Regions from separate parts of the Mus musculus genome. Here regions 1, 2, 4, 5, 6 and 7 are each linked to region 3. Evidence: chromatin contacts called from public Hi-C, capture Hi-C and promoter capture Hi-C data. All regions are on one chromosome and are shown on one strand. The core of a region is the stretch at or near the end of the contact, and the rest is flanking DNA. Distances in the headings are between cores, read along the strand shown.

Evidence for each region. Promoter capture Hi-C pulls out the DNA fragments that hold promoters and counts their contacts. Hi-C and Micro-C count contacts between places; a contact is called where the count stands out from the background. Capture Hi-C pulls out chosen DNA fragments and counts their contacts.
Region 1: a contact with region 3 is called in a capture Hi-C map of embryonic stem cells, with 6 times the contacts expected there. The contact joins the promoter of Pfdn4 here to the promoter of Rtf2 in region 3. A contact is called at or near these places in 8 of 39 promoter capture datasets (the 3T3-L1 cell line, the C10 cell line, hippocampal neurons and 3 more), 1 of 15 datasets of contacts at CTCF or cohesin (large pre-B cells), 4 of 484 Hi-C or Micro-C datasets (B cells, the G1E-ER4 cell line and muscle stem cells), 5 of 115 datasets of contacts at active chromatin or transcription factors (acute myeloid leukemia, astrocytes, embryonic forebrain and 2 more) and 2 of 9 other capture datasets (adipose tissue and embryonic stem cells).
Region 2: a contact with region 3 is called in a promoter capture Hi-C map of embryonic stem cells, with 3 times the contacts expected there. The contact joins the promoter of Dok5 here to the promoter of Rtf2 in region 3. A contact is called at or near these places in 3 of 39 promoter capture datasets (cranial neural crest, embryonic stem cells and hippocampal neurons).
Region 4: a contact with region 3 is called in a promoter capture Hi-C map of pre-B cells, with 10 times the contacts expected there. The contact joins the promoter of Nelfcd here to the promoter of Rtf2 in region 3. A contact is called at or near these places in 1 of 39 promoter capture datasets (pre-B cells) and 2 of 484 Hi-C or Micro-C datasets (B cells and CD4 T cells).
Region 5: a contact with region 3 is called in a Hi-C map of B cells, with 11 read pairs. The contact joins the promoter of Stx16 here to the promoter of Rtf2 in region 3. A contact is called at or near these places in 8 of 39 promoter capture datasets (the 3T3-L1 cell line, 3T3-L1-derived adipocytes, the C10 cell line and 4 more), 1 of 484 Hi-C or Micro-C datasets (B cells), 2 of 115 datasets of contacts at active chromatin or transcription factors (large pre-B cells and pancreatic cancer cells) and 1 of 9 other capture datasets (liver).
Region 6: a promoter capture Hi-C map of liver shows a contact between it and region 3, with 4 times the contacts expected there. The contact joins the enhancer-like site here to the promoter of Rtf2 in region 3. A contact is called at or near these places in 5 of 39 promoter capture datasets (the C10 cell line, cranial neural crest, hippocampal neurons and 2 more), 1 of 115 datasets of contacts at active chromatin or transcription factors (embryonic stem cells) and 1 of 9 other capture datasets (liver).
Region 7: a promoter capture Hi-C map of pre-B cells shows a contact between it and region 3, with 4 times the contacts expected there. The contact joins the enhancer-like site here to the promoter of Rtf2 in region 3. A contact is called at or near these places in 4 of 39 promoter capture datasets (the 3T3-L1 cell line, liver and pre-B cells), 1 of 484 Hi-C or Micro-C datasets (B cells), 1 of 115 datasets of contacts at active chromatin or transcription factors (microglia) and 2 of 9 other capture datasets (adipose tissue and liver).

The regions. Positions count from the first base shown.
Region 1 is chr2:170,509,593-170,512,972 of GRCm38.p6, forward strand. Pfdn4 (prefoldin 4) reads left to right here and starts at 1,638. Exons shown (of 4, transcript NM_001110152.2): 1 at 1,638-1,877. The coding sequence starts at 1,854. Gm16796 (predicted gene, 16796) reads right to left here and starts at 2,335. Exons shown (of 3, transcript NR_040367.1): 1 at 1,247-2,335.
Region 2 is chr2:170,730,178-170,733,141 of GRCm38.p6, forward strand. Dok5 (docking protein 5) reads left to right here and starts at 1,630. Exons shown (of 8, transcript NM_029761.4): 1 at 1,630-2,011. The coding sequence starts at 1,946.
Region 3 is chr2:172,439,085-172,442,258 of GRCm38.p6, forward strand. It overlaps Rtf2 (replication termination factor 2), which reads left to right and starts at 1,494. Exons shown (of 9, transcript NM_025542.2): 1 at 1,494-1,655. The coding sequence starts at 1,587.
Region 4 is chr2:174,414,466-174,417,779 of GRCm38.p6, forward strand. Nelfcd (negative elongation factor complex member C/D, Th1l) reads left to right here and starts at 1,339. Exons shown (of 15, transcript NM_020580.3): 1 at 1,339-1,491. The coding sequence starts at 1,405.
Region 5 is chr2:174,075,304-174,078,362 of GRCm38.p6, forward strand. Stx16 (syntaxin 16) reads left to right here and starts at 1,748. Exons shown (of 9, transcript NM_172675.4): 1 at 1,748-1,886. The coding sequence starts at 1,755.
Region 6 is chr2:170,457,769-170,460,761 of GRCm38.p6, forward strand. No RefSeq gene overlaps it. Among named protein-coding and RNA genes, the nearest start is that of Gm34608, 11 kb to the right of the region's middle. Within about 2 kb of position 1,588, at least 31 of the 459 cell types and tissues checked have an H3K27ac peak or open chromatin away from gene starts, as enhancers often do. A contact at or near this core is called in liver, where this site is marked.
Region 7 is chr2:174,334,467-174,337,705 of GRCm38.p6, forward strand. Gnas (GNAS (guanine nucleotide binding protein, alpha stimulating) complex locus) reads left to right here. Exons shown (of 12, transcript NM_010309.4): 3 at 2,281-2,325. Among named protein-coding and RNA genes, the nearest start is that of Gm30189, 8.7 kb to the left of the region's middle. Within about 2 kb of position 1,270, at least 39 of the 459 cell types and tissues checked have an H3K27ac peak or open chromatin away from gene starts, as enhancers often do. A contact at or near this core is called in microglia and pre-B cells, where this site is marked.

The sequences.
Region 1 (3,380 bases), core at 388-2,887, 1.9 Mb before region 3:
TGACTCTGTATGTGCAACTGCTAAGTAGCAGAGTGCAAACGGCAAACCTTCCTCAGGAGGGTGTTAGGACTTCACTCTGTGGAGTCCAAGTTCATTATATCCAGAGGGCTTGATGGTATGCAAGCAATGAGCAGGATTGCATTGTAACGATAGGAGATAGATTGTAACCAAATGGGCACATGCATTATACATTAGAACAGCGGTTCTCAACCTGTGGGCCGTGATCCTTTTGGAAAGTCGAATGGCCCTCCCACCCAGGTCAAGTATCAGACATCCTGCATGTCTGGCATTTACGTTACAATGTATAACAATAGCAAAATTACTGTTGTAAAGTAGCAATGAAATAATTTAATGGTTGGGAGTCACCACAACGTGAGGAACTGTATTAAAGGGTCACATTAGGAAGGTTGAGACCCACTGCGTCATAAGCAGACAGGCGAGATCTGCCCCTCTTCCCCTCCTTGGCATGCCCTTGTGCTTGAAGCCATAGGAGGGACTGGCAGAGATGCAAGAGCGCCCAGCCGTGCTTTTACTGTCCTGCGGCTCACACCTGGTCCTCCCTGTCCCTTGGTAAATGAGACAATGGCCCATACCCCAATACTCTAAGCTCTTCTGCCCTCAGACCTCCGACTTTCTGAGAGCAAAGTCTTGGCTACCGAAGTTAACAATGGCCCTGGTTACTAAGGAAGCTCGGTGCCCACTGGGCCCTGTGTGGGCAGTCTTCCCAGGCTAACATATTTGAGCGAGTGGAAGACATATTTCTGAACCAATTTAATTTTAAACACATAAAAGAATTCATTTCAGTTGCACATGATGGAGCACGCCTCTGATCCTAGCGCTTGGAGAGCAGAGGCAGGAAGATCTCTGTGAGTTTCAGGCCAGCTTGGTCTACACAGCTAGTTCCAGGACAGCTAGGATTACATTGCAAGACCCTGTCTCTAAATATAAATAGCCAAGCAACCGTCCAGTAAGCTATTATCTAAGCATTTAAGTTTGTTATAGCGCTCTAGGTCAGTGGTTCTCAACCTATAGATCGGGAGCCCTTTACAGAAGCCGCCTAATACTATCAGAAAATAGATATTTATTGACATTATGACCCAGCACCGTAGCAAATTTACATAATGAAGTAGCAACAAAACTACTTTTTATGGTTGGGGGGGGCACTACAACATTTAACTGTATTAAAGGGTCTCAGCACTAGGAAGATTGAGAACCACTGCTCTGGATCTTTTTGGGTGTCACCTACCTTTGGCTTCATCTATTCCTGGCTGATCCCCTAGTGTCCCCTGCAGTGATCAGTGGCATACAAGCTAAGATCAACTTCAAGAGTGGCCTTCAGCTTGTAGCTTCGCCAGCACTGGGTTTTTATGTGGTAGGGGCTGTAGATCGAACTCAGGTCCCCATGCTTGAGTGCAAATACTTGACCAAATGATTTACCAAATACTTTGCCGAAGCCACGCCCTTACCCTCCTTAGCTTCTCTCTAGGTTGTTGAATAAATGGAAAAAGAATTTCTTAAGCTTCCCATTCCACACAGCTGGGTGGTACCCAGCGCTCCCCCTGCTGGCCGTGGCTGGGATCTCGGGCCCGACTATTGGCCGCTTTTGGTATTTATGCCGGCCGAGAGGGAAGCTGCCTGTCCCTTTAATTGGAAGATACCAAGTGTTTCCAGGGCATAGTTTTTTTTCCTGAGTCCTTGCCCTGGGAATTTATAGTTCAGAGACACAGATAGCAGCAGTGTTGAGATAGTGCTGTGCGTTAGGGGGGAGTCTGGCTCAGCAGGGCTCGAGAGGGACCTCGGGGGGTGACGCACGCCCGAGTGGTTTTCCCCCGCGCCCCGTGGTTCAGTCCAAGATGGCGGCCACCATGAAGAAGGCGGTGAGTGCGGCGGGGCCGGGGTCCGAGGAGCCGTGGGCCGGGGCGTGTGAGGAGACGCGGGGCGCTGGGGGCCGGGGTCTGAGGAGGTGAGGGATGCGCGGGGCCGGGGCCCGCGCTGGGTACAGGGGTGCTTCTGTCCGCTCCGCTCGCCGTCAGGGCAACCGCCTCACCTGCTCAGGGTCGTGCATCTCCTCGGGCACCGGGTCGGGCTCCGCATCCCGGGCCGTCTGCTACCGCATCCCGGGGCGTCGTCTGCTACCGCACCTCTGTGCTCCGCCCCGGACCGCTCCGGTCGGTCCACGCTCCGTGCACCGAGTGTCTAATTGACGTTGAGAGCAGTCGGCCCGAGCGAGCGCGGTGGCTCTCCGGGCTTTTCCCAGCCATTAGGAAGGACACGGGTCCCCACGCTCTGCCCCGCACACTTCACAGCCAGCCAGCCAGCCAGCCATTCCTTTGGTGACTCATCTGGTGAGATGCTGGGTCTGGTGATTTTTGTTTGGTCAAATTAGAGCTCTTTATCATTTTTAAAACGACGTCCGATCCTTGTTCATGGGGCTCGGTGTGATGTCTTATCACACTTTTGAAAGACACGGACTTGTGTGTGTGTGTGTGTGTGTGTACACACCAGACTGGTCCACGGCTTCCTATGCAGTCAGAGATGATTTTGAATTTCTGACTCTCCTGCCTCCACTTTCCAGGTGCTGGAATCACCGGTGTGTGCCACTACCCCTGGCTTTTGGTGTGCTGGTGTGGTGGACCCAGGGCTTCATGCATGACAGGCAGTAGACATGGCTATGCAACCCTTTCAACCAATATTTTGAAACTTGAGCTAAATTTGAGCCACCAACTTAAGTTAAACTTCCATGTGGGTTTTTATAACCTAAACGTGTTTCCAGGAGTGCAGGTGTATCTAATACAGGGAAAGAATTGCAGAGGAGGGGAAAAAAAAAAAAGAACAAACAAGCAAACAGCTGATAGCTATTGGGGCTTCACAGTGTGTTCGGACAGTTCTTAGCATTTGCTAATTATTTTGATCTGCTGTGTCAACCTTTTGGGAGATTCTGTATTTATTCACTTTTAGCTGAAGAGGAAACTGAAGCGCAGAAGAAAAGCTGTGATTTAAAGAGCATTTGCACTCCAGGCTCCTGTCTGTCTGTCTCTCTGCCTCTGCCTCTCTCAGGCTCCTTGTCTGTCTGTCTCTCTGTTTCTCTGTGTGTGTGTTAGTGTGTGTGTCTCCCCCCCACCCCACCCCGGGCTCCTTGTCTGTCTGTCCGTTTGCCTGTCTGTCTCTGATGAGAGGCGCTTGGCTGAAGACAGTTGCTTTCACTCTACTTTGTAAGGCCCCTGTAGAATGCCTTTGTGTTCTCGCTGTTGGCACCGTGTAGTCAGTGCTTCTGACCACTGAAGGTTGATGCTCAGCATCCCAGTTCATTAAGAGGGAATGGCTGCTGAGCCTGGGGAGGCTTCAGAGTTCGAAAGAGCCCCTCGCCCTGGTCTGTCACC
Region 2 (2,964 bases), core at 380-2,879, 1.7 Mb before region 3:
CCCCCCTCATCTATGATTTCTGTTACTATGGGCCAGCCACCCACTTCTAGCTTCTTATGCAATCGATTCATTTTCTGTTCCTGTGACACTGTAATTGGTGTACAAATGAAGTGCTGGACAGGTGTCGTTCACAGACACCTCCGCTTCACGGTCGCCATGGGCAGGGTCGGTTAATAGTGCTAGCTCTTCCAAAGCAGCCTTCCAAATGACTTCATTTTCTCCTCTTTGGGCAAAAGGCGGACACTTACAACATCATTTTTCATAGAACAGAAACACGAAGACAGAGCAGATGGTTTACAATATAGCAAAGAGTTCTCCTCATGGGCACCTCTGTTTTCTGGTTGTCCCAATTTAGCCTCAATTCTATGACACATTCTTGGGTGATTTCTCTTCTTTGACTGACTAATACCCATCAAGCCAGGATGACTAAAGTGAGAGTTCCCACAGACAAAGGAAGTCCTGTATGATATTAGAGATGAGGGGAACTCAATGTCATCAGATCTCAGGACCTGTGAAATAGATGACTCGTCCTCTGTGACTCTCACTGAAGGTCGCCCAGCTCATTAGCTCTGACTGAGGTCACCTCTGGTGACCAAGAATGGTCTAGCTGTTGAGTAAAGGGAGACCAAGACCTACGTTGGAGATCAAGAAGCAACCTTGTGCTTATGACGTCAGCCCAACATCGTCCCTTCAGCAGCCTCATCCCGTTGTCCTGGCCCTGTGCTGGCCAGCTGTGGGATGGTGGGCAAGTCCCCAGGGACTGCCTCTTCTCAGCTTCGGATTCTGTAAAACCTAGATGCTAAAATCACCATCACTCTTCCCGTAGCAAAGCCGGGAAAGACGATGTTAAGAGAGTATCAGCGGTGATCAACTTAAGTTTGCTAAAGGAAGGCGGAGCACAATGTTTGCCAGGGGCGGCTATCTTGTCAGGTTATGAAGGTTTACGTGGGAACCTGGTAATTACACAAAGAGGCCACACCTCTATGGGCGCAGGGGAGCTGAACAAAGTCAATGCGTACAAAGGATGCCCGGTACAAGTTGCTACTGACAAAGTCCTGAGATTTATTGATCATCTATATAGAGCGGGGGTTGGGGGTGGTGGTGGTTGAGGACAAAGCAGTGACAGACCAAGAATCAGCTCCGGAGAAACTTACAGTCTTACTGGGAAGACAGGCTCAAACCAGAAAAGGGACAATGATACAAGCCTCGAGCTTCACAGCAGGGAGTCCTCATGGAAGAGCTGAGCATAAGCCATGGGGATGGAGATGGCTTTCCCTTTATATGTAGAGGTCACAAGTAAACCACACAGCTCAGTCTCCCTCGACACAGACACACCCTTAATTAGCTCTTATGTGAAAATGATGGGGCTGAAGGGATGGGTTGGGGCACACACAGCTGTTTTTTTTAAAAAAAAAGAGTCCGATGTCCTTCTCTCTAAACGACAGGCAGGAGCTGGAGCTTCGTGGATGTCTGCTATGCGCAGGGACGCGCAGCCGCCCCTGGGGAGAGGAGGTGGGATCAGGGCGGCTGGGGGCCAGGTGGGCGGAGGCCGGGGGAGGGGATCCGTGCGCTCCTCCTTCTGGGCCATCTCTGCTTCCTCCTTCCTCTCTTTGCTCCTCTGTTCTGGTCCTTCTCCTCCTCCTGGGAGCTGGAGCGGCTCCTCCTCCTGGCAGGCTGCCGCCCAGTCAGCTGACGCCGCGCTCCAGTCTCGCCTCCCCGCCGCTCTCCCCCAAAGTGGCTGCTGGGCGCCGGCGGGCCGCCCACTTTCAGGCTTTGGGGAGACAGGGGAAGCGATGTGCGCCTTCTGACGCCTGGTTTCACCGCATCACCTTGTTAACTTTCACTCCCTCAGTCTCTGTCCTGACCCTCCTCCCCACATCCCTCCTCGAAGCCACTCAGGGTGCCGAGCGCACGCTGGGGGCAGCAGGGTCACTGTCTGTCTGGGATGGCTTCCAATTTTAATGACATAGTGAAGCAGGGGTACGTGAGGATCCGGAGCAGACGCCTAGGGGTACGTATCATCCTTTCTGTGATCCTTGTTCACGACTTCAGGGTCTGTGTCTGCGGCCAGCATCCCGGTTCCTGGCGCTGGAGATTTGCTTGGTGGCTCTCGCAGCCCACATCCCAGGCTACCGCGGCTGCGGCGCTAACGCCAGCATCCAGTATGTCATGGAGCTATCTTTATCTCTCGGATGGCTTGACTTTCTGGCGGTGGCTACTGGAGCCCATTGACTCGGAATAAATATTTCCCGGTAGCCATGGGTGCTGAATCTGGAAAGCATGGCATGGTGCTGAGCCTGCCGGATGTCCCCGGCCGGCATCCCACTCGCGCCAACTTAACTTTTCCAGGGGATGGATGGAGGCCAGGACACAGGGCAGATATTCTGAGTGGGGATCAAGGTCAGTGACTATCTGGCCCCAGGGACTCTGCTCTGCGGCTCAGGTGTTGGCAGAGGAGGAGAGAGCTGGCCTCAGGCAGGGCCAACTCCCTGGTAGAACCCCAGATCGGAACTTCCTTACTCTTGAGCCTGGGCAGTGGGTTTCTGTTTTTTAGACTCCACCTTCTGAGTCCGACTGGGCGATCAGATCCACATTTCTTGTGGAGCATGGTGCCTGCGTAAAGCTCCTGGAATATGAGCTGAAAGAATGAATGAATCCCAATGGCTCCCATCTTAAGGCTGTTTGCTTTTCTCTTGTTGGGGGCACTTCAGGAGAGAACCATCCTGCCTTTCTTTGGGTTTTAAGAGACAGTACAGTCTTTAGGGAGGGGTGGACATTGGAGTATGTATGCACATATATGTATATGAATATATGTATACATATATATGAATATGAATGTGTGTGTGTGTATTTCAGCCCACCCCACTTCTTCTTGCCATGTGTCTAATACCTTGGCTGTTTTTGTTGGTTTGTGTTTGTCAGAGGCTGGGGGCGGGGGCGGGGGTGGGGGTGGTGGTGGTGAGG
Region 3 (3,174 bases), core at 244-2,743:
ATAGCCCTGGCTGTCCTGGAACTCACTCTGTAGACCAGGCTGGCCTCAGACTCAGAAATCCGCCTGTCTCTGCCTCCCAAGTGCTGGGATTAAAGGCGTGCGCCACCACCACCTGGCTTTAACCTTTGATTGATCTCTGCATTTTGTGGCAAGTTGCATCCTTTGAGCTATGAAATTTCAGAAGCCACAAAATCAGATGCAGAACTACTGTTAAGACACCTACGTGTGACTCTCTCCCTTGAAAGAGCCATCGACAAGTTGAGGGTGTTTAGTGTCATAAAGCTGAAGGCACAGTAAGTCACTTCTTAGGCCTGCAACCACCTAGGATCCCAGGAGCATTGGAGTCCCAGAGGACACAGCACTCCCCTAAGTGAGGGTGAAAAGGCAGAAAAGATGGTCATCTGAGACTATCTGGTCACTTTAAGCAGTGTGGGCTTCAGAATGGCCACCTTGCAGGACTGGTGTAGACACAGAAATGAAGGAGGCCATACTTATCCCAGGACTGCTCACTTATGCATACCATTTGCCCCTGTTGTTCCTCTGGGCCTACAGCTCATGTTAGTACCCCAAAGGCAGACTAGGGGGTCACTGAACCCCTTATTTGTTCTCTTCCCAATATGATCACCCTCCCCTTTCTCTGTCTGCACTAATCTCTGTAGCTGGTACAATGGGATGAGTGGCTACTCTAAGCTTGTTGGAGACACTGTAGCCCTAGCTTCTGCCCAAAATACATCTGGATACAGGGTGGAGAGGCGCTCAGTGGCTAAGAATGCTTGCTGTTCTTTGAGTAAGCACAGGATGGATTCCCAGAACCCCAGCAGCTCACAACCATATCAACTCCAGTCCCAGGAAGATAGAACACCCTCTTCAGGCCTCGACAGGCATCTGCAGTTAGGTAGCGCACAAGCAGGCCCACCCACCACGTCTTTTTTTTTTTTTTTTTTTTAATTTTATGTATTTGAGTACACTGTAGCTGTCTTCAAACACACCAGAAGAGGGCATCAGATATCATTATAGATGGTTGTGAGCCACCATGTGGTTGCTGGGAATGGAACTCAGAACTTCTGAAGAGCAGTCAGTGATCTTAACCACTGAGCCATCCCTCTAGCACCCACAACGTCTTTTCTTTTCTAAGTCTGGATTTAAAATACATGAGAGGTAGCTGAGAAGACAGATTCCGGCCATCTCCTCCTTAGACTTACAGCACTACTGGTCTGCAAAAATGCCAGAGACGCAGACCTCGGGACAACCCCGACAAATGTTCTCCCGTCCTCCCTCAGGCCCAAGCTTACGGAACCACAGAGGAAAAAACAGGGACCGCCCACGACCGGAAGTGGACGCACTCCAAGGATGCTCCAGCACGTCGCCCTGAAACCACGCCCAACTCCCGGACAAGATTTTCAAGACAATTGGTGTGGACCAAGGCCTCGCGCGGCGACCCCGCCCCTTTCGCGGCGCGCTGGTTGTGTGCGTCATCAAGGAGCGCCGGAAGTAGGTAGGGTTTCGCCAGAGACCCCGGAAGCGACGGCTTCTCGTCTTTGCTAAGGCTTCTGGTTTTTGCTACGGTTTCTGATTTCGGCTTTGGGATGGGTTGCGACGGAGGCACCATCCCCAAGAGGCACGAGCTGGTGAAGGGGCCGAAGAAGGTCGAGAAGGTCAGTGGGGACTGCGGGCTGCGGGGCTCGGGATGAACGGTGGTCACAGCGCTTGTGGAGGGTTTACTGTTTGCAGGCACTGAACAGTACGGTTAGACTGGGATCCTCCCCACAGACGCTGTGTTGATTTGAAACATTAACGTTGAACGGGACGGAGACTGGAGAGCTAGTTAGTGGCCCAGCCAGGACTGGAACGTATCTGTAGCTAGCGACGATCACGGTGATAGATGCTATTTATGGACTTTGTGTGTTTTTGTGAAAGGCTCTCACAGTGTGGCCCTGGCTGGCTGGGACTCCCACCTCTGCCTGCTGAGCACTGGGATTAAAGGTGTTGGCCAACAGGCCTTGGTATTTGAATAATACTTTTTTTAAAAATGTTTTGTGTGTGAGTGTGGTATCCAAGGAGGCCAGAAGAAAGCATCGGACGCCCGGGAGCTAGAGCTACAGGTTTTTGTGAGCCATTAATCTTGGCTGTTAGAACCAAACGCGGATCCTTTGGAAGAGCAGTACACAGGCTTAACCACGGAGCCATCTCTCCAGCCTGAGCTTTGTGTATTAAAGTCTCCCCAAACCATTCCCCTTTGTGAAGTCACACCCTTCTTAAACTAATTATCAGCTCTTAGCACTCTGAATTGGTGGTTGAGCCCAGCTGATGGTCACGTGACTGCAAGCTCCTCCTGGTGAACTCTGTGCACTGTTTTTCTTCCAGAACTAGCACAGTTTCTGCCACAGTGAATATTTTTGAATAAATGCGTGGGCATTCTGTAAATCTTACAAGACATTGAGCAAAGTGTGTACTTAATGGATGGGAAATTGAATGCCGCAAAGTTAGTTAACACCACTGACGTGGCCTAGAGTCATGAACCACTGTCCCCATCCATTTATGTGCATTTCAAAGCTAGTGTTGATGATGACTGTTTAATAATAGAAGGCACAGAATGCCCCCGATACAGTTCCCAGCACGGGGAGAGAATGCCCCCGATACAGTTCCCAGCACGGGGAGGATCATGTTTCCTGATCCAACATTCAGAGAACTTTGGGATGGGAGGTGAATCCCATCCAGTGTTGTACTTAAGACACTGCATAACTTCCTGACACATCCCTAATAAACTCCATTGGGTCCTGTGTGAACAAACCTCTGCTTGTCTTTTTGCCCTCTCTTCTGCCCCTCTTTAGCTCTTTCACTCTGTTCTAGATACCATAGACCTTGCCCCAGCGTCCTGAACATTCCTCACTCATAGTGACATCATGACTTGGGGGGGAGGGGCCACTTGAAGCAAGGTCTTGCTGTGAGGTAGCCCAGGCTTGCCCCAGCCCCCGGAGTGCTGGTTACAGTGTGTGCTGCTTGGCTCTTTCCCCTCATTTGTCCACCCAGCCTTCACCACAGTCAGCTGCAGTCACTCTTTAGGCCCGCCCCCTCTGCTGCTTTCCTTTTTTTTTTTTTTTTTTTTTCTATGATCCCTGCCTCTGTGGTTATCGACTATGTATCTCTCTCTCCCATGTGCTCTGGGATCCTTGC
Region 4 (3,314 bases), core at 89-2,588, 2.0 Mb after region 3:
CTTGCCTTTCCACCTTCCTCCTCACTCCCTGCAACTCTGGTTTCCTCCCTCCTCTCCATAAGTCCTCTTTGGGTGTAGCAAATAGCTAGACATTCCAGATATATCTGTTCCATCACTTTCCTTAAACAAAAATCCAGATGAACTTTTATAATAACTAATTCCTGCTGACTACCTGCTAACTCTGTGTCTAGTGCTTCAATGTGCCATCGGACTAAAGCCTTGCAAGTGGTTGTCACCTTGGGTGGCTCTGGCATCAACTACAATGCAGGGTGCCACAAGCTCTGGTGGGGGACTTTCTTCACCAGGTTATTTGGAATGGAAAGAGCCACCCTGAGCATCTTGGGAAAGTCTCTTCTATCATTACAGACTATTTACTTTGGTTATCCAGTATTATCATTTCTCCCCTTTGTTTGCAGGCTAGCTCCCTCGGATCATGGGTGGCAAAGTGGCAAGGATCTCGTCCCTGAGTACGTCACTGTACTCCAGGTGTTATCAATGATCCAGGCACTTAGGAGTTATTCAACAAACACTTGTCAAATGATGGAAGGAAGGAAGAAGTAAAATAGCATTCCAACAGCTCTGCAGACAGTGCCTGAGGACTGTACTACATGGCTGGCTCTTTTCTCTAGCCTCTCCTCACTGTCTGCATCCAGAGCCCATGGTGTTAACCTCCCCGATCGATGATTTGGGGCCACCTGCCAGGAGGCCTCTCCAGGTATCTTCAGTCTAGGTGTTCAGTGGGTCCACTTTTCCAGAGCCCAGTCATGGCTTTTGTAGGCTGTAGGGCCTCCTCCACTGGAAATATGTTTTATATCTCGCTCTGCAATGCACCGAGTACTTTTTGCCCATAGTAAAAGAAATCCGAACATTTCTGTGATACCTGCTCGGTTGGCAGCTGCACTGTCCAGGCAAAGCTTAAGCTCACTGAAGGTTCGAGGTTTTTATAGCAACTGGAAGCATGCTTGCACTTCCGAGTGAGACCCTGTCTTTTTTTTTTTTTTTTTTTTTTTTGAGACAGGGTTTCTCTGTATAGCTCTGGCTGTCCTGGAACTCACTTTGTAGACCAGGCTGGCCTCGAACTCAGAAATTCGCCTGCCTCTGCCTCCCGAGTGCTGGGATTAAAGGCGTGCGCCACCGCGCCCGGCGAGACCCTGTCTTAAAAAGGAGAAAAGGTAACTTGGAAGTGTTCTGGGCAGACATAAAGCTGTGACTCAAGCCATCTTGCTCATGAGAGATCCTACAAGGTGTTTCCCCGCCCAGCAGGCCAAAGACTAGGCCACGCCTCCTCTGTAACCACGCCCCTTTCCAACTCCGCCTCTCTAGCCTTGCCTGAGGCCCAGAACCGCGCACGCGCTCTTCCATTTGTTGTGTCCGGCGCACGCGCAGTGAGGAGACGCGGCAGATATGGCGGGTCCGGCGCCGGGTACAATTATGGGAGAAGACTACTTCGGGAATGCCTCAGAGTGGGGCGAAGAGGCAGACGGCGGCCAGGTGAGAGGGCCGTAGGCGTTCCGCCAGGAAGCCGGGTTTGTGTCCTGTCCTCGCGGCTCCTGCTCCGGCCAGACCCGGGTACGGGGACCCGTGACCCTTGACTCCCTGACCTCCGACCCCGGACCCTAGCAAAGCGGGTCCAGGAACTGCACTCAGGGCTTCGGGCCGGTCCTGCCCCGTTAGGGACCTCAGTTTCCCATGCATTCCGATTCCCAGTGACACCTGGGGCTGATCTCTGCGAAGCAGAAGCCATGGTGCCCGAGGGGGCAGGACAGACTCTAAGGGAGAAGTGGACCACAGTGATACAGTGAACAAACTAACTCCAAACTCCAGCAGCATTCTGGGGTTGGGAAAACACTCTCCGGTGCTGGACAGACCAAACTTTTTTTTCCACTTTTGGGTGATTTCATTCATCCTTAGAGTACAGGACAGGAAAGATCTCGTAGCCCCGACTGTCCAAGATTTGGGTGAGAGATGGGGAACGGGTATCGTTCAGTGTCCCCCCAAACACCAGGGTTAGGAAATCAGAAGTCCACCCAGCTGTATGACTGACTTAAGCCTCCCATATCCTTCTGGACAGTGAGTAGGGGCCCTGGAATTTGGCTTTTCTACAGGAAGTGAGATGAGCTTTGAATGAATATGGGATGCAGTGAGGTATACCAGTGGAGTGGTCAGTGGTGCAGTGAGGGTGATGGAGGAAAGGTGAGGGGTTTCTGGAACCGAGTGAGGGAAGCCCTCCGTGGTTGGTTGGTTGGTTGCTGGACCAGGAGCTGTCAGTCATCAGTTGCAGCTTCCAGGGGTCCTATAGAGCTAGCTGCTGACCAGTAGGACATAAGACCCTGGGCATCTGTTTGTATGCTAGAGCATACTACATCACTTGGGAACTCGGAGGTGGATATATAGAGTTGGATTTAGCTAATTTGGATGTTGGGCTAAGTGCTTTTGTGTGGTATCGCAGGCTAGGCGCTAGAGCAGCAGTTCTCAACCTGTGGGCTGTGACCCTGTGGGGGTCATATCAGATATCTTGCATATTCACATTGTGATTCCTAACAGTAGCAGATGACAGTTATGAAGTAACAACAAAAGTAATTTTACAGGTGGAGTTCACCACAGCATGAGGAACTGTGTTGAAGGGTTGCAGCATTAGGAAGGCTGAGAACCACTGTTCTAGAGTTTGAATTGAGTGTTATTCATAAGTAAAATAAGGCAGAAAGACTCAGCCACCTGCCCAGGGCATAAGGAAGGAAAGAAGACTCAGAGTGATGTCCTTTGTGTCACTTAAGTGGCTCAGTAACTGAGGTGGTTCAGATTCAGTAAGAGTCGGGGATGGCTTAGCGAGTACTGTGCTTGCCACAGGAGCACTAGGTCCTGAGTTCAGAAACTATCATCCACATAAAAAGCTCTTGTCTGTAATCCAGCACCGGGGGATCCCTGGAGCCCCCTGGCCAGCCAGCTGAACCGTCCGTGTTACCGAGAGACCTTCAAAAAGGGGTGTGGAGAGTGACTGGAGAAGACACCCAACCTTGATCTCTAACATCTACACACAGACAATGTACACACAGGAACATCTCAGGAGACCACACAGACACAAGAAAGTACTCTGTGGATTAGCTTGGTGGTTGTCGTCCATGTTCTGTGTCTGTTGAGGGTTAGGCGTGCCAGGCCCTGGCCTAGAGTCCACTGAATTTCAGTCCTTTTTTTTTTTGTTTTTGGTTTTTCGAGACAGGGTTTCTCTGTGTAGCCCTGGCTGTCCTGGAACTCACTTTGTAGACAAGGCTGGCTTCGAACTCAGAAATCTGCCTGCCTCTGCCTCCCAAGTGCTG
Region 5 (3,059 bases), core at 498-2,997, 1.6 Mb after region 3:
TGCCTCCTGGCACCCGGGAGAGGCAGGGGACCCTCAAGTCAGGCCAAACTGTTCCCAATCTGATCCCAAAGCTGAGAGCAAGATTGAGGGCAAGACACCCCATAAAGTCGCTCTGCAGATATTGGTCTGTCATCCAGGCTTGCCGGTGACCCCAGCCTCCGGAGCTGCTGTTCACTGAGTGCGGCAGCTGCAGCCCTGGGGGGCCCTGGGAGACGCCCCCACCCCCCAAGCCAGGGTAGCAACGAGTGGGATGCATGGTTCCAGAGACTGGGAGGCGACCAGAAACCCCAGCTCGAGGAAACGTGGGCATAACCTCAACACAAAGTACTTTTTGGGGGAGTGGGGCTGAGGGGTTGTCTCTAAGTTTAGGAACCTTTCCCACTTGGGCACAACATTGTAGTGCCCAAGTGTAGATGCCTGACCACTCTTTATTGCCCACAGTAAGGCCAGCAAGGCCTAGCGCCCAAGCTTTTTTTATTATTATTTTTTTCTTTTTTCCCTGGCCTGGTTGTTTTTCGGATACTTTTTTTTTTCTCACAGTTTAAAGAAAAAAAATAAAAAAATAAAAAGGTAAGGCCATCTCAGCAGCGCCAGGCGCCTGCAGTGGAGCGTGCCTGGCCTGCAGAGGCAGACTTCTTCCACTTTTCCTCCGCCCCCGCGCAGGACTAGGCTCTGCAAGAGCCACGTTTCCACATTTCTGCCTGCCTGACAATCCTACTAGAAGTTTACAATTGCCTGGACCCCAGTGGTGGTCTTCGGCTCCAGGGCCAAGGTTTTGAAGCCGTTTTTTGGGGCCAGGACGCCTGCCCCAGAGTCTGTACACTCTTAGGAAAAGGGGAAGAAGGCGCCCCGGGAACTGTCCCAGAGAGGGCGGAGCACTCCCATCCCGGGGCAGGGCAATAAGGGAGCTCCCGCTCCCGGAACGTTGCAAGCAATCTCATGAATGTCGCAGGGGGGCACCCGCGAGGAACGGACAGGAAGAGGGCCGGGGGAATGCTAGAGCCCGGGACCACTGCACGGAAGCGGCCTTGGGCAGGGTTGCAGCCTGATCCCGGGATGGAGGGTGCCGGTGAAGAGGAGTGAGGAGGCTGGGGGAGGCAGGCCGTGAGGTCCTCGTGGAGGCCCGCAGCCTCCTGGCAGTGGAGAAGCAGGCCGCACAGGAAAGAGAGGGGTCAGGTCGGGCTGAGCCTCAGTAGGCTCAGGCGACTATATGGGAGCTGTAGACGCTCCTTTGTCGTTGTGGGCTCGGCCTGTTTGGAGCAGGCCTTTTGTGAGGAGAGTTAACCCAAACTCGGAGTTAGAGCCACATGCCGGGCACGCAGGCGCTCTGAGTTAGGGTTAGGGCGCCAGCACCTTTGGGGAGGTCTTAGGAAGTGAGTGGGTAGGGGTCTCTCCCATCCCCGAGCCGGATTGGCGCGTCAGGCGCTTGTGGATCCGAGCTGGGATTGGGGAGGGGTCTCCAGGACGTTTGATTTCGACGCTAGGATTGGGGGGATTCGAGTGCTTTGAGATCCGAGCCAGCCTTGGGGTAGGGGGAGTCAGGCAGTTGGAAAAGGCGAGGTGGTTATTTGGGGAGGGGTCTCCGCGCTTAGGCGGATTGCAAAATCGCGCCGTGAAAAGCCTAAGGCTTTGTCAAGAGAGATTTCTGTGCAAGAGTGGAATCAGCTAGGCCAGACCAAGAGAGAAAGTGAACAAATCAGGACTACAAGGGGGGGTGGGAGACCCTGAGAGGGGGGGTCACAAAGGGGGAGACAATGGCCACCAGGCGTTTAACCGACGCTTTCTTGTTGTTGCGGAATAATTCCATCCAAACCCGGCAGCTGTTAGCCGAGCAAGTGAGTAGTCACACCACCTCCAGCCCTCTGCATTCACGTAGCATTGCTGCGGTGAGTCTTCCTGGCGGCCTCTCCAGACACACACACCGTGTGCACTGCGGCTCTGCCTGTCTGTCTGTCTCTTGTCTGTCTCTCTGTCTAAAAAGAAAAAAAAAAAAGAAAAAAAGAACAACAACAATAACAAGGCGACGACGACTAGGAGTGTGATACAGAAGGAAGTGGAGCACGGCCATGGCTTATGGGGCACTTGCAACCCCCAATGGGGACCACAGTATCAACCCCTGCCCTGCCTTCTCACTTCCTGGGCCTCCTGGTCCTCCTCCCCCACCATCCGTCGGGCAGCCTCGATTTACATATGTTTTAACACGAGGACTTGGAACCTAGGCCTTTCTCCAACCTTCTTTTTGTTTTGTTCTGTTCTGTTTGGCACTCCCCCCCCCCCCCCCTGCAATGGCCTCACTTTGGTTCTGTGGGCCAGGTGGGTGGTTAGCTGACTCAAATCCTTGCAGACCCCCCCCCCCCAGGAAGGAGTGTGTGTGTGTGTGTGTGTGTGTGTGTGTGTGTGTGTGGTCTGCTCAGCTCAGCTCATTTTCTTTCCCACTATTTTTCTTCCAATGGCCCTAGTTCTCGGTGTGGCCATGTACACTAGGAGTAATTGCTTTGCTGCCCCCCCCCCCCGCCCTCCCCCCTCCGAGGACTCATGTTGGTGAGATTGCAAGGTGCTAGGCGCTTCATTTTCCATTTCCCACACAGGAAATTAAGCTTCTCCATTCGAACTTTTTTTTAAAAAAACAAAACAAAACAAAAAAAGGAACCAACATGATGCGGATGTGAAAATTAATCCCCCAAAATAGCACATGGCTTTTGATTTTATTGACCAGAACTTCACTTCGCCTAGCAGTGTAGGGTTTTGTTATTGTTGTTGTTCTTTTTCAAAGCAATGTTCCAGTATGATTGCTGTATTTGGTTTGTTTTTGATGGAGGCTTTGGCTTCCAGAGCCTCAGTTTCCTGCTCTCTCAGATAGGGGGCGGGTCTGAATGGTGCAGCCAGATGAATATTGTTAGCTTTGTAATAATACCTTTAATTGAAAAGGGAAGGTTTGAATGGAAGCAGCCTTGAAACATGGGGGAATGCACGGTCACCCCACGACCTTAGGGGCTGCATTTGAAACATAGTTCGTGAAACGCTGCAGCTTTCCCGCCTTTTAAACAGTTGCCTTTTAA
Region 6 (2,993 bases), core at 338-2,837, 2.0 Mb before region 3:
AGGGTGTCAATGCCAGGAGAGGAAGGTGAGCCATGAGGTTCTGTAGAACACCCCAGGGCACACCCAGAATATAGGGACACTAGGCTGTAAGAGCAGAACTCTTTTTGTGTTTTGAGACAGAATCTCCTGTAGCCTGTGCTTACCTCAAAATTTCTGCTTAATGTAGGATAGGATGGCTTTGAACTTGTAATCTTCATGCCTTTACTTCCTGGGTTCTAGGGTTGCAAGCATATCCCACTTTGGCCAGCTTGTCTGGTTCAGGGGAGGGAACCCAGGGCTCTATGCATGCTAATAACTGTAGATACAAGACCCAAACTCTCACAGAATGCTGATGAGGACTTCAAATGCTGTGACCATGGTGGAGAGCCATCTGGTGAGCTTTTACAGAGGCCCCATGTGGCTGTGACCTGCAAGTCCCCAGTGAGCTGGCAGCGTACTCTTAGGCACACACAAGGGACACGGGCAGGAGTATATAGGACATGATAATTTGATACAGACAATGGAGAAAGCCCCTGAACACCCAGCCACAAGATAATGGCTAAACAAGAGGAGATAAGTCGTTCAGTTGATATTATGTTCAAATTAAAAATTAACATCAACTAAATCTCGGTGACATAGGAGCAAGGTAACACTGTCAAAATGAGATGCTGAAATAAAAACCAAACCGCAGACATGATGTTGAATGAAGCTCAGAGACAATGCCAGGGCCTGGTCATATCTTGAGCACATTGACTTGATACAGTAGTGTAAACCAGTGAATACCACGGTCTGGCTCGGGATGTGTGTGACCTTGGAGAGGGCGGTGAGGGCAAGGGCTTGCTCCATGGAAAGCCAGGGGAGACAAACACATCAGGAATATTTCATTTCTCACTGCAGTGCTGAACTGTGAAAGTATAAGTCAAATTAGATGGCCACTGCTTTTTCCAACCCTGGAAACATTTCTTATTTCTAAAAAGACCTATTTATAGGCACACATGGTGCTGCACACCTTTAATACCAGCACTTGGGAGGCAGAGGCAGTTCGATCTCTGTGAACTCCGAGGCCAACCTGGTCTTTAAAGTGAGTTCTCAGACAGCCAAGGCTACACAGAGAAATTCTGTCTTAACTCCACACAACCCCTACCTCCCAACCCATACCACCCTCACCTCAAAAGAAAGGAAAAACACCCGTTTGGGGGATTTGCTATTTGTCTCTTCCATGTGTGTGGAGGTGGGTCGTGCCCTCCTAGACAAGAAAGCAGGAATAGGAATCTTGTGGAGTTTAGAGGAGTTACAAGCAGCTGGGAGCCACCTGTGTGTGTGCTGCCACCAAAGGCACTCCGTTCTCTGGAAGAGCAGTGCATGCCCTAACAATCTCCTCTTAACCTCTCTCTCTCTCTCTCTCTCTCTCTCTCTCTCTCTCTCTCTCTCTCTCTCTCTCTCTCTCTCGCCTTTAAATTTTTACTTTGTGTACGCACACATGTGTGTGCAGGCACCAGAAGAGGATGTCCCCTTCTGTCATTCTCCACTGGCGCCTCTGGGACAGGGACTGAGTAATCCTCTTGTCTCTGCTCCCTCAGACCCGAGGTTTCAGGTGTGCGTGAGACACCAGTCGTTACTGAACTCTGGTCTCTGTGATTGCCTAACCAGCCCTCTTAACCTGCGGGCCACGTCTCCAGACCTTTGTTTTCTTTGGATTGTTTTTGAGACTGGGTCTCTCTGTGCACATCAGATAGGCTTCGGTTGTGCAGGAATCCTCCTGCTTCTGTCTCCTGGGTGCTGGAATTAAAGGCACGCACCACACCTCCTGTGTCTTTCTTTACTGCTTCAGCACCCTTTGTATCTTCTGGGGCATTCTGGGGACGGTTCTAAACCTTTCACAAAATGTTTCGGGTTTATAGAATCCAGCTTGGAGGACTGAGACTCTATTTCTGGGTTTAGAAGTGAGGGCTGCCACACAGGCTGGAGACTGGGTAGCATGTGCTATCTCCTCAGCTCCCATGTGACCCCATGCCTCTGAGACCCCTTTTGCCAGGCCGCTCACACATTTCAGAGGCCCAGAAGCATCTGGGAGCAGAGCTCAGAGGCTAGGCCCACAGCATTCCCCACCCCCCTCCAACCTCGCTGCCAATCACCTGCGGCTCAGCAGCTCCTTGCATCCCTCATCAATGAAGCAACAGCTGGTTCCAGCGTAGAGGAGTTGCAGTGTGTACAGAGATCACTGACCTACTGAGAGAGGTCAGGGAGGCCAGGGAGGCCTGTGACTTCCCAGTTAAAGTGTGACTTCAGCAGAGGAGGACACAGGGCACTGAGTTCTCAGCGCAGTGTCAACAGGAGCAAATCCCACGTGGTGACTCAGCAAGTGTGTAAATCATCTCAGGGGCTGATCCCTTTGGGCTCAGCACATGGTAATGTGCCCACGCACGGGACGTAGCAGGCGAAGACTCACTGAAGATGGGCAGTTTGGGAGCCCCAAATCACGGCCACTGAGAGGAAGCCAGGAGGGTTACGGAGCCATTATTCTCCCTGATAGAGCAGTGGCGGTTAACTCATTCTGTCTCGCTATTTTATTTAACATTTTACTGTTGTGACAATGCCTACCAAAGGATTCATGCTCTTGACAGATTTACTTGTGGGTCTTAAGACAGGGTCTCCCTATGTAACCCAGGCTGTCCTGGAGCTCTTTCTCCCTGTACCTTAGCCTCCCAAGTGCCGAGTTCTCAGACACGTACCACCAACCCGACTCTTGACAGCCCTTTAAGTGCACACCATCTCATCTATAGGCACAGTGTAGAGAGGGCAGAGATTATCAAGCTTCAGTGTGCCTTCTCCCTGGCAAGCCCATTGAGACGCAGAAGCCTGCCCCATGCCTCAGAGATGTACCTCATGTGCGTTTATGCAGGAGCCCATACGTTACATTTTAAGACAAGTAGGTGTGTGTGTCTATGCTCGCCCAGTGCTTCAAACTCACAGAGATCTGCCTGCATCTGCTTTGCACGTGCTGGGCTGAAAGG
Region 7 (3,239 bases), core at 20-2,519, 1.9 Mb after region 3:
CACACCCTTCTCAACCTTTGGGGCAACAAATAGGAATAAGAGTAGAAGCACCGGTGTCCACCCAAAGCAGCCCCTCGCGCTGGAACATGGTGCCTGGTTGCAGAGGACAGTGAACAGCACTTGGCCGGGTGACAGCGTCTCTGAGGCCAGGTCCTCTGCGGCCGCAGCCTCGCCTGCTGCAGTGCAGCTCCAACATGGCCGACGGGCCTTGGCCACCCCTTGGCCAGCCAGAGCTGGCCAGCACAGGAGGTTCCCACCCACCACCCTGCAGGTTTCACTGGAGTCAACTGGTGTAGGGTTTTGTACTCTCAGGAAAACATCTTTTCAGTTACATCTTCACTTAAAAATTGGAATCCACAACCCTTGCCGACAGGCTCTAAGCTTCCGAGTCCCTCCCTGCTTCAGAATTGGTGGGATAGGCAGAGACTTATTTCTCTAATTAAAAAAAAAAATCAATACTTCTACCTGAACAACTGAAAAGGAGGTATGAAAATGGCGCAGAGACAGGGAGTTAGCTACTTCTGCCCAATCCAGGAGCTGTTTTGCCTTTGAAATGACCTTCCTGGCTTAAGACAATATGGCGAGGCAATACCACAGTGAGAGTGACGATTTTTCTTAAAAAGAGACAGATACATGGCAAGCAAGGGGTCCTGCCTTCCATGAAGAATGCAGACCGAGGAGACAGCCAATCAGTAAGGAATTGGCCTTTCCCCTTGGCCCCCGTTGTTCTCAGTGCTGATAAGAAACAGCAAGGGTCAGGGACTTAGCTGACCCTAGCGAGGGGGACCAGCTTCTGTCCCCTACCATGCACCGAGTGCTGGGGAGACAAAATTGAGCAGCACCTTTCAGGGTACCACAAGCGAATGTTCATGGAAACTTCTAGAATTTGTTAGTTTAACTAATCCGGTTTAAAAAACAAGATGACATCAGCCACATGAAAGCTTTGGGTCCGTGTGTGCTCCTTAAGTTACAGCCCCAAAATTCATAGTTAGTTAATATGCAGAAGGGAGGGGGGCTAGCTCACTGGCTTTAGGATTGACTCAATTACTACTTTGTACCTATAATCTATTAAATAATTCATTGTTGCCTATCAGACACAAATTCTGGAACTATTGATTCCTGATATGCCTCTCTCAAGAAGTCTATACAAGGAGATTGGCACCTGTCAGTCAACAAAAAAGAACCCAGATAACACCCTGCCCCAGGTGTGAGGGACTCTTCAATATGAGGCTGGTTAAGCAAATATTTCTTCAAAAATATTCGTGGTGAAAGCTGGAGGAGGCTGCTAAGCAGCTTTTAAAATGCGGTAGCCATTGTCTAACCTGATGAGAGCCGTGTCATCCCTGAGGCTTAATTGCTTCACAAATTTCCCTAAAATCTTACTTTTTAATATTAGTTTTCCCTGAGTGTTAATGTGGTGGAGGATTCTAAACCAGGACTTCTCATTTCTATTTTCTCTCTGAAAAGAGGAAGAAGCCTTCGCAGTTTGCCTTCCTTGTGGGTCTCCAAGATGTTAAATTTAGCCTGAGAAAGTGATATTCAGGCCTCCATGGGGGGCTGGATTCCTTATTTTGACCCAGTCGAACGATGGTTCTCTCACTGTGGTATAGCAGTAAAAGCGGCTCCGTCTGACCCTCACCTCAGTCCCGCTCTCAGTTCTTGGACAGAGCTATTAAATGTGTCCTAACTGTCCATGGCCTGCCTACCACTACATTTTTCGAGAGTAGAACATAATATTTATTTGACCTTCAGAAATACAGAGGGCAAAGTAGATTTTCCTAACACAGAGCTAACTTTCTGAAGTTTAATGCCAGAAGAAAAAAATGAATATTGGTTGAGCTAATCGATCTCAAGGCTGAGTGTCAATGCCCTGTCCATAGCTCCCCCCACCATAGAAAAAAGTCAGGAATAGGAATGTCCCACTTGTGCTTTGGATTGGACACGGAGAAGATTCTGAGGAGCCCTATTCTCAAGAGTTAGGTCTGTGTCTCTGTTCCCTGGTGCATGTGCATTTAGCGAAAGCAGAGGAAAACAATTACCCGTCCCTCCTGTCTCCAGCCTGAGTCTCCTGAGGGCCCTGCTAATGCAGGAAGGAAGGTGTGGAGTCTCGGTAGACATCCCCATTTAGCCAGAAAAGCGACCTAAGGATTAACCGGGAGGATGGTACGCAGGACTGTCAGGTTTTCTTACCTGACTGTTTAAAGATGCAGAGACTGTGTGGGTTTTGTATGAAATTGCAGTGCCTTGCAGATAGGTGAGCTTTCAATCTCTCTTTAAAAGGGGCGGCGAAGAGGACCCGCAGGCTGCAAGGAGCAACAGCGATGGGTAGGCACATTCAAAAACAGAAAACTCTTCTAACAAACAAAACAAACATGAAGACCATAGCGGGGGAAACTGAGGACACAGACTGGGGAACAAAGCAGAGATCATCCCAGGGCCATCAGCCATCTTGGTGTGCATTTGCAAATGACGTGTCAACAAGTAAAGTGCAAAACAGAGAAGGTTTTAAGAATAACTAGATACAGCCGGGGGAAGGTTAGCCATTTCGGCTTCCGATGAGAACTTAAGATTTTGAGTCGATGTTTCCCATATGGTCTTTATTTCCCCCAGTTCTCCATTTAAACCAACAGACTTGCCTTTCAAAACTGCTAAATTCTGCCCACACAATGGTCAGTCTGACTTTAAGTTTTCAGACCTATTTGGAAAAAAATAATCTTAACTTATTTCCTCAATTAAAAAAAAATATGCCTAATGCTGCAGCCCTTAGGCAGCAGGCCGTTGACAACCTCTGGCCTTAGAAATTATTTAAAAAAAAATTTAACTGTTAATGCAAGGCACTTTACGTTACCCAGCGAACAAGAGCATTTGTGACGGCACCCCACTCATTATCATTGTTTATTATTTTGCTTTCTCATCCCCACAACCATCTCATGCCCACACACATACGCACACGCATGCCAGACATCCATGCAGCTCCATTCGCGCTCACTAGCATGCAGGATGCAGGGGCTGTTTCTCATGTCAATCCATAGAGCAGCTTCCAGCCTAGAACATGGACGAGGAATGACTTCTGAGACCGGGCACGGGCGGGTCAAAGGATCTGGGGGTCGGGGACAAAGTGACTGACACATGTTTGTTCATCTGTTTCTTTTAGAGTCTATTACCCCCACTAGATGATGGCTACAGTCCTCCATCTTCGCTATGTCCTACCCCAGTTATCCCAATTTGCATGCTGGAAT